Linked DNA regions of Mus musculus: regions 2 and 3 are each linked to region 1. The links are chromatin contacts, called in public promoter capture Hi-C maps. All regions are on one chromosome and are shown on one strand. The core of a region is the stretch at or near the end of the contact, and the rest is flanking DNA. Distances in the headings are between cores, read along the strand shown.

Region 1 (4,590 bases), core at 204-2,703:
GGCCACAATATAATCCAAATGGCAGCTAACCCAGTTCCCACCACAGTCCTTGTTGCCCTGTAAAACTTCAAAAGTCAGGCTTCCAATGTCTACATTTCTGTCAGCATTCTTATTTTCCAACTTCCCATAACAACAAAACAAACCAAAACACAGTCCATTATGCTCTGCCCATAACATTCAGCTTTTTTCCTAGACCTACATTCCAGAGCCTTCCACATTCTAGCCATATAAAATAGTTCAAATATCCTAGGAACCATGTAGTCAGATTTATCCACTTTCTGGGTACCAATTTCTATTCTACTCTTCTTTCCAGACGCTGTGGTAAAATACCATAACAAAGAACCTTAGAGAAAAAGTTTATTTTAGCTCATAATTTCATTTGCAGGCCATCAGTCAAGATGGCAGGAACTTGGAACAGCTACTCACAACACAACTACAATCAAGAGCAGAGGGAGAAATGAATTAAGGCACGCACACTTTTTTATACGACTCAACCTTTGGATTCAAGACCCAACTTAGGGAATGGCACAACCCACAGTGGGCTAGATCTTCCTACATCAATTATCAATCAAGACAGGTCTTCATAGACGTTCTTCATAGAGAACATGATCTAAATAATCCCTCATTGATTGTGTCAACTTGACACAAGTAATCATCACATTCAGTAAGCATACACATAATGTCTTTACTTAGTCAACCTTACAGATACATAAGTACATTATTAGAAGTGGAAGATTTTAATCAATGCAAGTAGAAAAAAATATTACAGAAAGAATGCTTCACTTCTCAATCCTCTCTTTGTCTCTGTCCTCTCCTACCAAACACATACACTACAAAGGTATTTATTTATACTTAGTAATATGTAGATTTGTGCTTGTTGATCATTCATAGGTTTCTCAGGATGTTCTCAAATTCATATACTCCGCAGCATTTACTCTGAATTAGTACTTAGGATAAGGAGTATGTTTGTCATTGGGATTTTCCTCAAGTGGAAGAAAAAAAAAGGCTAGGCTTGAAAGAAAATTATTCTAAGCTCACAGAGGGGAGCTGGTAAAACGAAAATAAGAGGAAGGCGAATCAAATACCTGCCTATCCTCTATCTCACAGCGAATTTACTCCCAAACTACGATGTTTATCCCGTATTCTGTGGACATCTCAGTGAACACTTCGAGTAAGTCAAGGCCAGTCTTAGCAGGGCCACGGAGCAGGCGCGGGTGGGTGCACAGGGGACCAAGAGGATGTTCGCGCGCTGCCTCACCTTCCCCGAGGTTCCTTCCCGCCAAGTTGAGTTGGCCGCTGCTTCTCGCTGCCTTCAGCAGGCCCTGGGGAACAGAGGGGCCTCTGTCCTTGCCCTCCGCGTGGAATCCCGCACGAGGGTCAAACCTAGGGGCTCTCAGCTGGCGCGACATATTCAAAAGCTCACACCGGAAGCCCCGACCACGGCTGTGACGTTTCAAGGTGCCATGGCTGGATAACCCCGCCCCTTCCGCCTCACAGTAATCCGGGCCTTGCCCTAGCTGCGCGCGCTGATGTCGTCACCGCCAGCTCCCGGGACCGCAGGACCGACGAGCCCTTCCGTTGCCCTCACCAACCTCGCCCTCAGGAGAAACTTCTTTCGGGTAAGTGCGTCTAACGGGCTGAGAGGTCCTCGTGGGGGGAACATGGGCTCCCTAGACAGCGCGGTCGGGCATGGCTGCGCTACCCAACGTCGCATCAGAACGTGGCGGCGTCGAAACCTGAGGCGCGGCCTGTGGCCCTGGGCGCCAGGCCTGGGGATCGCTGAGTTCAGTGCGGTGATCGAATTGATCCCGGAGAACAGGATGGCGAGTGACACGAAGCTTGGCCCTTAAGCTTAAGTACCCACCTGACAGCTAAAAGCTGTGGTGAAGGGCTCGGACTTCGAATCCTGCTCGCTTACAGACTAACTTATGCAGTTGGTCCCACGCTTACGAAGCTCATTTTTCACTGATTTACCGATAATCCAGTCTTAAGAAGTTTTAAAAATAACTTCGGATAATGAAAATGTAAATACTGACCTGGCATGGTGGCGCACGTCTTTAATCACAGCACTAGATTAGGCAGAGTCAAATGGATCTCTTGAATTGGAGGTCAGCCAGGTCTACACAGCGAGTCCAGGACAGCCAGAGCAACAGAGAAACAGTCTCAAAAAAGAAAAAAGGAAAAAAAAAAGAAGAAGAAAGAAAGAAAGCAAAGAAAATTTAAATGCGTAGTTTTGTTGTAAATACAAAAAAGAAAATTTTATTTAATAAGTAGCGATTTCCTGCTTAGTTTTTCCTGGAGTTTACAAAGTATTGATATATTTTCCCAAACGAAGAAGTAGCCCTCAACTATCCAGGGCTGGGGATATAATTCCCTAACGTGGGCAGGGCCGTGAATCCTGTGTCCAGCGCAGACCAAATTCTTTGACTGAAATTGATTTTCTATTACATTCCTCTTTAAGTTTAGTGTTTCTTTTTGCACACGTGAATAGGGTTTCACGTGCCCTGGTGCCTCAGGAGGTTAGAGAACAACTTGAGGGAGTGGGTTTTTTTTTCCACCAACCTGCAGAGCCATCTCACCAGTATGAAATGGTTATGAGTCTGGGGGATGTTTAGAGATTCACTAGAATGCAGCGCCCAGCCACCTCAGTCGGGTTTATAAAGGCAAAGAATGCAAAATTACAATGTGTTTATGTTCAAGCAGAACAAATTTATTTACAGGAACATCAGTTAAAAATATATATCCTTAGCAGTCCTTAACATAGGAGGTCTAATTTTGCCTAACTACAGAGATTTTTAACTTTTAAACATAGTTAGCCATCAACATGTCAGCCATCACAGAAATGAGTTTTTAAATTAATTTGTTTTCTGTGTATTTATGTTTGTGTTTTTTTGCTCTAAGAAAATATCAGATCCTTTGCAACTGTGGTTATGCAATGATTGTGAGCCGCCTGCCATGTGGGTGCCTGGATCAAACTTTGGTGCTCTGAAAAAACCTTAAGTGCTTCTAAACACTGAGCCATCTTTCCAGCCCCGATTTTCTCCCCTTCTTTTAAATGTAAAGAACATATGCAGGGAGAAGGCTGCATAACTCTTTTGTCATCCTAATGAGAAAAACAGTATTAGTTGAAAAGTAGATTTGGTGTGGTCTGACCATACTGTATCACATGCAGTTTCTTCACCCAAATGTATTTTAGAGTTTTGTTGTGTTTTGTTTTAGAGTCTACAGAATCTATGTAGCCCTACCTAGCCTGGAACTCACTATGTAGATCACACTGGACTCCAACTTGAAATCCACCCTGCCTATCAAGTGCTAATATTAAAAATGAGTGCCACCACATCCAGCATATTTCTATATCAATAGGTATGAACTGGCATAAGGATTTGGCTAATACAAGTTCATAATATACTGTATGTTATACTCATATAGCATGTGAAAAATAAACAGGTTGTAGCCAAAATTATCTCTTGCATTTGAGAAAATTATCTATTTGTTGCTAATTGATAGAAACTGGAAGGTAATTCATGGATTGAGCTTGTTTATAAAATATATGAGGGTAGTCTTGACAACTAGTTCTTTATGGTAGTTGAATTACCTTAAGACTAATAATGCATTTAAAATGAAACATTTTTCAGTAGTGGCACTCAAAGTATTTGTGGGTTTTAAAATTAGACAATATGGGGACAATTGGAAGGCTCAGTTGTTAAAAGCACCTACTGAAGCCCGGCAGTGGTGGTGCACCCCTTTAATCCTAGCAATTGGGAGGTAGGAGGCAGGAGGATTTCTGAGTTCAAAGCCAGCCTGGTCTACAGAGTGAGTTCCAGGACAATTCACAATTGCCTTTAACTCCGTTTCAGAGAATATGACCTCTGCCAGCATCTGCACACACATGGTGCACATAAAGGCTCATACAGGTACACACACAGACATAAATTTTAAAATTTTTTTAATTAGACATTCTGCATTATTGAAGTAGCGCCAAATAAAATAAAAGATCACATCTTTTGGGATGTAGTTCAGTTATAGAACACTTACATATCTTGCAAAGACGTTGGGTTCTATCACCAGCTCTGGAATACTGAAAAGCAGCCCTCTTCTGTCCTGCTAAAGATTAGGCATACCTGCCTTTTTTTTAATGGAGGTGTTTGGCTATGGTTTATTATATGCATTTTATTTAATATCGCTTGACATTACTTAAAAAAAAAAAATAAGCAATCAAGTCACCCAGAAAGTGCTGATTTGTTTCGTGACAGAAAGTAAAACTTATTATCAAATAAAGATAGGGAAATCCATTCTTACCACTACAATTTAATAGTACATTTTCAAACATCGCTGTGTCCCTCATGAAATTTTGTTTATATATTAGACTTTTTTCATAGTTGAAAGCTATAGTTGATGACTGACTTATTAAATAAGTAGTTTCCGTTCTAGTAAGAGAAAAAGAGGTTAATTTGTGCAGAGTTTCTTGCCTTTTTAGTACATGCATTTCTTACATCTCTATGTTTGCTTATGGAGAGAACTGCAATTCCAATAGATTGGGAACATTGGCTGTCTTTTCTTTGTTTTCTGTGTTATGCTATACTTCTAGCA
Region 2 (4,266 bases), core at 326-2,825, about 12 Mb after region 1:
ATAGGGTGAATATCTAAGGAACACTATTTTTATAGACACCCTGACGCTTCTCTGTAGTCTCTCTAAGGTTATGGACATCTGACACAGGTCTAACGTGCAACTGTCAGGATGGATGACGTCAATGAACCCCGGAGCAGAAACAAAGGCCTGCAGCACTCTCCTCCCCTATCTACAGACAGGTCTTGTCTTGTTTTGCCAGCTATAAAATGAAAAGCAATTCTCTCCTTATAGGTACTTTAATGATTGTGAGAAAATTCAAAACTGTGGAACATGGGAACAGAGCTCCCAGACTTTACACTTAGGGTTTACTGTCCTCTTAAGGACTATAGTGGGTATCAAAGACCTTGTTTCAAGTAGAATGTGTAGCTTTCCATACAGCAGGTGCCCTACCAACTCCACTGAACACGGAAACTATGGCAGTTATCCTGGCCGTACCTTTCCCTCCTGGTACTTAGCTCTATCAGTTGTAATTATGGGCACAGCGCAATAAACTTTACAAGGGGTAAGTATGGTAGAAAAAGGGGTCTGAAGCACACATACATCTTCAACAACTTGAGGTTAAGTTCGTAAAGACGATTTTTCGGCAGCATTTTGGTGCTAAGTAAGAACGAGTTACCGGTTTTTAATGTGAATTCATGTATATTATCTAAGTTGTGCTCATTTGATTTTTTTTTTTTTTCTGGCAAAAGAAGTTAAAAGGAAGGAAAAAAAAAACGAAGCACGTTGTGGTTAAAGCCATTTCCTCAAATATTACTGTGTCTGTGAAGTTCTACATGGTCTAAGCAGAAGAGTCCAATTTAGTCGGGAGTATTTTCAACGTTTACCTGGGAACCAAGTCTCAGCGAGAAGTACGCACACCCCCTTCATTTAAATACGTGGGCGTCTGATTACTCGGGGAATTCCAGGGCGTGCGTTCAGCTGGCGAGCTTTCCGCAGCCCCCGATAGAGACCAGTTTCACCCATCTGCTCTACGCCCGGGGATGCCTGGTCCAAAGCCCGCTGTGGGCACACTCCGGCGGCTCCCTAGGCTAGCAGCTCCCGCGGCGGTGGCGTGGGATGGGGGATCGGCAGGATGGAAAGCCACCAGCGACGAGCGGATGGCAAGGAAACATCCAAGCCCACCGACAGGCTTAACCGCGGACTCCCGGGTCGCTGGTGGATCGTCTCCAGCCAGCTCCCGGGAAGCAGGCAGGTCGTGCTGTGCCAGGACCCCGCGCTCTTCCGACCTGAAGTTCCCCGTCGCTCAGCTCCGGGTTTCCGCTTTCCTCCGCCCGCCCGCCCCGCTGCGCCCCGCTGCGCCCAGCCCGGCGGAGCTACTCACGTCCTTCTTCACTTCAGTCAAATCCTCCTCCGTGAGGGACGGTGCGGGAGCCTCCATGGCCCAGGCCGGGATGGCGTCCTTCCGGCCCGCGCCACCCCGCCCAGACTAAGGGCTCGGGCCTCCGGGAATCAGGCTGTGACTTCGGGGGGACTAGGAACAGAAGCGGGGGAACGGCCGGCTCACGGACGAGGAGGTGGAGACCTCAACGCCCCACTTCCGGCTCCGCCCCTGGGGCCAGCGGTGCCGCGCTCAGCGTTCTTCCTAACTCAGGCACCACCCTTCGGCGAGGCGGGTCTGCCTGCAGGCCCCACCCACCTACGTGCCAGCCAATCAGTACTACCCTCGGTTACGTCTCTGCTTCCGCAGTGGCTCCGCCCACAGCGGGCGTCCCTCTAACCACGCCCCCTTGTCATTTACATAGGCTTGCGGATTGGACGCCTGAAGGATTTGTTTCCGTGGGCGGAGCACTGGCCGCTCAGTTTAGCGGGATCTCCCCGCCTTCGCAGACTCCTCGTTTGGGTGGAGTGTGGGCTGAGTCGGCCAGAGCATTTTGGTTTGCTTCTCTTTTCCAGATGTTGCGGAACAATTTCCTGTTGTGCTGAGCCAGGTTTTACAGTTGCGTGATCATACGTATATGTATACACGCACACATAACTTCCGTTTGAGGGCCTGCTCTGGGGGGCCACTGCCATTTACCACCTAGAACTAGGGAGACAGGAGCAAGGAGATCTTGAGAGCAGAAAACAAAACGACAAAACACAAAGAAAAAAAAAAAACTGTTAAAAGATTTAAAAATTACCTGCAATCCCATCAATTTAGCAGCACAGGTAGTGTTTGGGTACTTTTAAGTCTCTATTCATTAGAAGCATTTCTCCTTATTAATCTATGCAGTAGAGACAAATTTAAAAAGCTAGGGCCTCTAGGAGTATATTTAAGGTTCTGAAGCTACTTGGTACACAGTTACACTCTCTTATTGTTATCCTTTATCTCTGTTCAGTAAGTAAATTCTAGGGATGCTCTGATGGGGAAGTTGTTTATTGGAGGCCAAATGGCTATTTTCAGAACGATATTTTAACTCGTAGCCCGTGCAAAACGTGTCCTAGTGGATGAGGTGCTCCACATAGAGTCCTAGGCAGAAAATGATTATGTGGTCGATGAAGTAAATCTGCAAGTGTAGACTGAAATGTCAAGAGGACCAAAGGCAACAGGAATCTTTATCTAAAACAAAAGAACCAGTAGAGGCTTAAAGCCACATCTCTGTAGCTTTGATCAGAGTTCTGGAATCTTGGTGTTTACATTATGCCAGGTCTTTTTTTACGCTGATGTCTAGTATACTAGAGTGTTTTCCTGTGTCCTTAGTCATCCGTTGTCTTGTTATAACCCAATTTGCTTAATCATTTGCTCTTTCCTGTAGCAACCATCTGTTGAATGGCAACTACTGAACTACACCCAGATCTTCTTCTAGCAAATCAAACACCTCTGTCCTCCAGCTAGGGTGTGGTGGCACAAGCTAGCTAGCTGTGTTGGCCAACCAACTGCTTGCATCTGACCCAGCTATAAGCAGGAATAAATCATAAACTTACTTAAAACATTAGGAGGGTTTTTTCCTTTTTGCATTTTTTCCCCACATTTTGGATATGTAGGTTTTTTTTTGTTTGAACCCTGCAGATAAGAATATCCTGTCTCAAAATAAAAAACAATAGACCCAGTCATAAGTATTGTCAAAGTTCAAGGTTATTCTGGGCTACTTAGTAAATTACTGGGACAACCTGTGCTATATAGTAGGAGCCTGGCTCCAACAAACAGAAAAAACAACAATAACATCTGTTTCTTCGTGAAATTTACATTAAAGCACGTATTTGTTTGGGGGTGGAAAAGGTAGACATTTGAAAAGTTTCGTGTGTAAAGTGTTTAATATGCTAGAATCTCATAAATACTAAGAGGGAAAGCGACGCTGGGAAATGGAAAAGGTGGAGATGGAGACCACACGGAGATAAAGGATACATTTCCCACGTGCAGGAAGTGAGGGAGGAGCCGTTGGACAGAGGGAAAAAGGGAAAAAGAGCTCTCAGTGGAGAGCCCTGCAATGCAGAGGCTGGGTGGCTGGGGAGGTGAACTCTGCTACGGGCAGAGTTTAATCTGACTTTGCCCAGAGTCATACAGGTTTACTCTGAGTCAGAAGGAAAGCCGCTGCAGGCTTCAGAGGAGCAGAGGGACATATGCAAACTATGCTTTCACTGTTCTGCAAGCTGGCCAGCTACTGCTCTAATCTAGACCCCAGGAGGTAGAGGCCTGGCTGGATTGGGAGCAGTGAGAGAGAGGAGAGCAGGCTGGGTGAGAAAGGCCAGGGCGTTTGACTTTGTTTTGAAAGGCTCCCTGTTGCTATCAAGAAAAGACCAGAGTGCAGAAGAAAGGATGGGAGTCAGAGAAACAGCTGGAAGATTTCATTCTCCAGCCACCCAGATATAGGGCACTGTGATGAATACTCACTACCATCACAAAAAAAAAAATGTCAAGCAATCTTCCTTCTTGTTTTCTTGGGAATAATGTCTATGTTTTCAGGCAAATGTTGAACTGGGTTCAAGCCATCCGCCTTCTTCAGCTTGTGCATGATCATGGCCTGTGAATCTCAATCCTGAGTTTCTAATGTATCACCATTCCTCCATTGGCAAACTCATTTCCCTCCCTTTCGGCTAAGTCACAGGGCCAGACTATAAAGGCATAGCTTCAAGCAAACAAGCCTGTCCTTTCTTTGCAATAAGTACCGATTCCCAAACGCTAACAGGAACCTGCATTTCCATCTAACTTACAAGTGTACCTATATCCTACTCTGGAACGTGAGACACCCGACCTATGTCCTGTAGATTCAATTTAGATGCTACAAGCACAAGGCAGTGGGATCATAGCCTGTGATGTTGGGACGTGATGACATTGCTTAGCAGGTT
Region 3 (4,264 bases), core at 1,579-4,078, about 13 Mb after region 1:
AAGAAGTCATACTCTACGAGACAAAGACTGCACATGTCTGAAGACATCTCACTGTTTTGTGTTATGACAATTCTGGAACCAAAAGTAGATGAACAAATATAATGCTTTCCTTACTATAAAAATGCTTGCCTGCCGAACCAAATGCTACACTTCTCTTTCATTTATAAAATATCCCATCTTTATAAAATATACTCTCATTTCAGTTCACTAAAGGCATTTTTTTCTAATAGAAACTGAGTGTTCTGCCCAAGTTTTCAGTTATGTGCAAGGCATGGCTAACTGACAAACATTGCATTTCTGTACAACTTGTTAGTGACCCATCCTACACAAGTCTGAGCAAATTCGTCACCATCAGTATTATGATTTTTTTTAACCTGTCAAGGGTGATAATGGCATTGCAGATGTAGCTATAACCACAGTATTGTGTTCCATTTTGATCAGTAAGTGTGTTAAGGGATGGATGCTCATGAACAATAGCATTAGAAAAGATCATAGCACCTAGACTAGTTTAGGCAAATGTTGGTTAAAAACTACTCTCCCTGACGAGAAAGCATAGAATTCCATAAGTGTTTGTTTGCTAAACACCAATCCCTGAAAATCAAAATCATGTGACTTCAAACAACAGCATGCAAATTCTATTAAAATAACATCCAAAAATTCAAATACTCAGCAAGAAACAGAAAGTAGATGTAAGAAAGATGCTTTTTCTCTGTATTCTGGAAACTAGTCAAAACTTACCAAAGAGATAATTGCATAGCATTTTAGACTCCACTATGGAAAAAAAAAAGTGAAACTTAGAAATAGATAAGCAAAAATGACCAAAGCAGGAAAACAGATTTCTAAATAAAAGCTATCAAAATGATTGGGTGTGAGTGAGGGAACAGGGTGACATTTATGATTCAGAGAGGTTAATTGAATAAGAATCTGTGGCTTCTGGTCAGCTGGGGCTGAAGAGTCAACAGGAAACCAGCAGCACTGAAACAAAATCTTTGCTTTACAATGGATGCTGGTTGGCCTGAGCTGCAAAAGTAGTTATAATTAATAAGTGACCAGCACTGCTGAGGTGAACTCTTCTGGGAAGCGGTGGTTCAGGGAGGCCAAGGCTGTACCTTAAGTGGTAGCTAAACTTAGTAATGTGTTAGGAGTTTTCCACATGGCTCTGGTTTTCAAGGAGTAAAGGGACCACGGAGAGCAGCTGAGGGTTGACACCGTATGACAGGACTGGAGACCAGCATAGAGGTCAGAAAGCCACCGATGACAGAGCAGCCCCCCATCGTAGTGCAGGCCTCAGGACTGAAGAGGCAATGAATACAAACCGAGGCTTGGAATGATTAGGCAAGGGTTTCTAAGGAAAGCCCAGGAGATGTTATTGGAGAAATGCAGTGGATACACAAGGATTGCAAGTGTCACGGAAAGAAACTGAGGACTGGTACAATGAAAGGACAGAAGAGGCCACTGGTTAAAGATCCCAGGATACTGCAGATGTTAGGACCACGGATGACCATCAAGGACAGCAACAGGGGTGGTTTAGAGTCACGGTGACACACTGAGCAAGAAGTAGAATCCCTGGACTCATCTTACTTTATCCCACCTTTAAACTTAGATGCCATCTGGCCCACTCTGCGGGGCAGCTCAGCAATCTTCACGTTTTTTCCACTTTCTCCTTTTTAAAGTAATTATCCTGAATTAACCAACCTACCTTAAATTTACTTACAAGCCTGAGTTGATCAGAACTGATTTTACAGAACAACCTTGAAGACCTATCTGTTCTTTGTAGAAAGTCATTGCTGAAGCAGTCATAAATGGAGAACTACTAAACCAGAGGGTGGGGGTTGGGGGCATCAGTGGCCTGCAACGGATCGTTTCTATACTCATCCTGACTCCCATTTGTCTGTATGGAGTTAACAAAAGTGACGAATAAATGAGGCTATCTGCTCAGATCTTGAGACGCTCGAAAAGCAAAGACTAAAACTATTAATATACACCAGTTGTAGAATTAGCAGAAAACAGCAATAATAATACTTTGCTATTAAAAATTACAAATATGGCCGGTCTCACCATTAATCAAAGGTATGAAGTAAAGCTTACAAACAGGCACGATTTCTACAGTTTGATCCTTTACCTAAACCAGAGGCACTCGTACCCTCAAACATTTGACACCCTTGTAAGCCATGGCGTGACAGAGAAACTTGGTCTTTAGGGTCACCAATAGCAGCCACCGTTAGGTTAAGGTTACTCAACTGACATATTCAGTGCCAGAGACAGGGGACATGACTCGGGGTACGTCAAGAACTGGACTGGCATCGGGTGAGCTCAAGATTAGGAAAACACTATGTCGGAAACACCCCCAAACCCGGACCCTCGCTCTGCAGGGACCCTATCCCCCGCTAACTTCTCCCCGGCGCCCCGAGACCACACCGCGGGAAGCAGGGGCACAATGTCCGCTTTCCTCTGGGTGACAGTGAGGACCTGAGCACCAAACACATACTGTTCAGGAGGGGTGGGCACCACGGGTTTCACTTCCGGGTGCCTAGGGTCACGCGCGGCCCGCCCTCAGAGCCCACCCCAGACTCGCGCCCGCCCGCCCGTCCGCCCGTCGCCCTGACGTCATCCCCCGCCGCCGCCACTACCTACAATGGCCGGAGGCCTCTCTGAGGCCTGCCCGGCCCTGGGTCACTGCAGCAGGCGGAGAGTGCAGAGAGAGTAGGAGGCCAGAGGGAAGGGCAGGGAGCGCGGGGAGAGAAGCTGACGAGTCACCAGAACAGGCAGCGGCGGCCTGAGCGCGTCCACCTTGGAGCTCAACGTTGCTAGTAACCGGCCTGCGGTTTCTGTGGAAACGGACGCCCCGCCCTCATCGGCCCGCTCCGACGCAGCTAATTGGTCGGGAGCTCTAGAGCGCGAGCGCCGTTCCTGCTGTGATTGGAGGGAGTGAGGGGGCGTGGCCGGCGGGGGGTTGTCTCTGCTCTGGTTTCTCTAGTGAGATTTTTCAAAAGCTTTAGCTTTGAGAAAAGGCGTAGCTTTTGTGCGTCGCTGACCGAAAATCTCAACCGCTCTCATCCTAGCAGGGAAGGAAGGTCCGTTCCGAGTCTCTTGACACTGGATCGAAAAATGACTTCCCTGCTTTTGCCCTTTTTTGTAGCTAGGATTTGAAAAAACCCAAGACAGAAAAACCTTTCCAGTGTATGGCATTATCCCCCACAGGAGTTTTTCTTCTTTAAAAACATAGTCAGCAGGTTCTCCAAAATGTCGTTCAAGTCCTCCTAAGTCCTTAGATAAAGCTGCTGTGCTTTCTAAACTGCTGAACCGGCCAAATGAGATCTTGGTAGGACCTAGTAGTGGTTTTTTGTTTGTTTATTTTGTTTTGTTTTGTTTTCCTTATGAGATTTTGGGAGTTTTGTCATTGTTCTTGGAATGTTTTCATGCACCTCCCAGGTGTAGTAGATAGGAGTGAGTTTACGTCCGAGTTTTTGTACAACTGGCTATTATCCATTTATTTGCCTCTATGGGAAACAAACAAACAAACATGTTTTTGCCGCGTGCACCTTGTCCTTCTTATATACTCAAGTGACCTTTCTTAGCACTCAGGGTATACACTGTCTGATGCTCTGAATAAAGTTGGCTATTGCATGCGGCGTTAGTCTGCCTCGTTCCTCCGCTCCACTCCCTCAGGTTCCACCACAGGAAGAGATATAAAAATGAACAGCATATCGAAGCAGCGCATACTTCTAGTAGATAGAGTAAAATGGTAGCTATGGGAAATGTCAGCTAGGAGCTGAACTGTCGGCCCTTCAGTATGGCTAGTACAAGCTCTTCAGAGCCAGATGCTGTGCTTCTTAGGGAGTTTCCATAGGGAGCTGTTCGCCTAGGTGAGGAAAATGAAAATACATGTTTATGAAATATTCTATAAGAAAGTCATAAATAGCAAGTTTGTTTATAATAGCTAAAAATGGCAAGTAGATTGAATGTTTACCAGCAGGAAAATTGATTACATATTCAATACAATGGAATGATATTCCACAGTCAAAAACAACAAGCCACTTCAATATGCACCTTCTGCATAAGTAGCTTGAAGCTCTTCTCTCTGTTGCCTGGGACATTCAATATGGACATGCTGGGTACATGAGCAGCCATGGATAGACTGGTAATAGACGTCTTAATTCAGCCTTGTATAAGAAAGTAGCGTAGGCTGAGTTGTTTAAAGAACAGAAACATATTTATCACATTTCTAGAATCTCAGAAGACCCAACTCAAGAATCAACCAATC

What was found. Promoter capture Hi-C pulls out the DNA fragments that hold promoters and counts their contacts.
Region 2: a contact with region 1 is called in a promoter capture Hi-C map of pre-B cells, with 4 times the contacts expected there. The contact joins the promoter of Bcl10 here to the promoter of Lrrc40 in region 1. A contact is called at or near these places in 2 of 39 promoter capture datasets (cranial neural crest and pre-B cells) and 2 of 484 Hi-C or Micro-C datasets (B cells and CD4 T cells).
Region 3: a promoter capture Hi-C map of pre-B cells shows a contact between it and region 1, with 4 times the contacts expected there. The contact joins the promoter of Odf2l here to the promoter of Lrrc40 in region 1. A contact is called at or near these places in 2 of 39 promoter capture datasets (cranial neural crest and pre-B cells) and 1 of 484 Hi-C or Micro-C datasets (pre-B cells).

What each region holds. Positions count from the first base shown.
Region 1 is chr3:158,033,545-158,038,134 of GRCm38.p6, reverse strand. Lrrc40 (leucine rich repeat containing 40) reads right to left here and starts at 1,453. Exons shown (of 15, transcript NM_024194.6): 1 at 1,259-1,453. The coding sequence starts at 1,409. It overlaps Srsf11 (serine and arginine-rich splicing factor 11), which reads left to right and starts at 1,529. Exons shown (of 13, transcript NM_001379531.1): 1 at 1,529-1,619. The coding sequence starts at 1,530.
Region 2 is chr3:145,921,571-145,925,836 of GRCm38.p6, reverse strand. It overlaps Bcl10 (B cell leukemia/lymphoma 10), which reads right to left and starts at 1,575. Exons shown (of 3, transcript NM_009740.2): 1 at 1,322-1,575. The coding sequence starts at 1,378.
Region 3 is chr3:145,117,153-145,121,416 of GRCm38.p6, reverse strand. It overlaps Odf2l (outer dense fiber of sperm tails 2-like), which reads right to left and starts at 2,828. Exons shown (of 17, transcript NM_001162538.1): 1 at 2,635-2,828. Gm40163 (a long non-coding RNA gene) reads left to right here and starts at 3,004. Exons shown (of 2, transcript XR_867692.2): 1 at 3,004-3,074.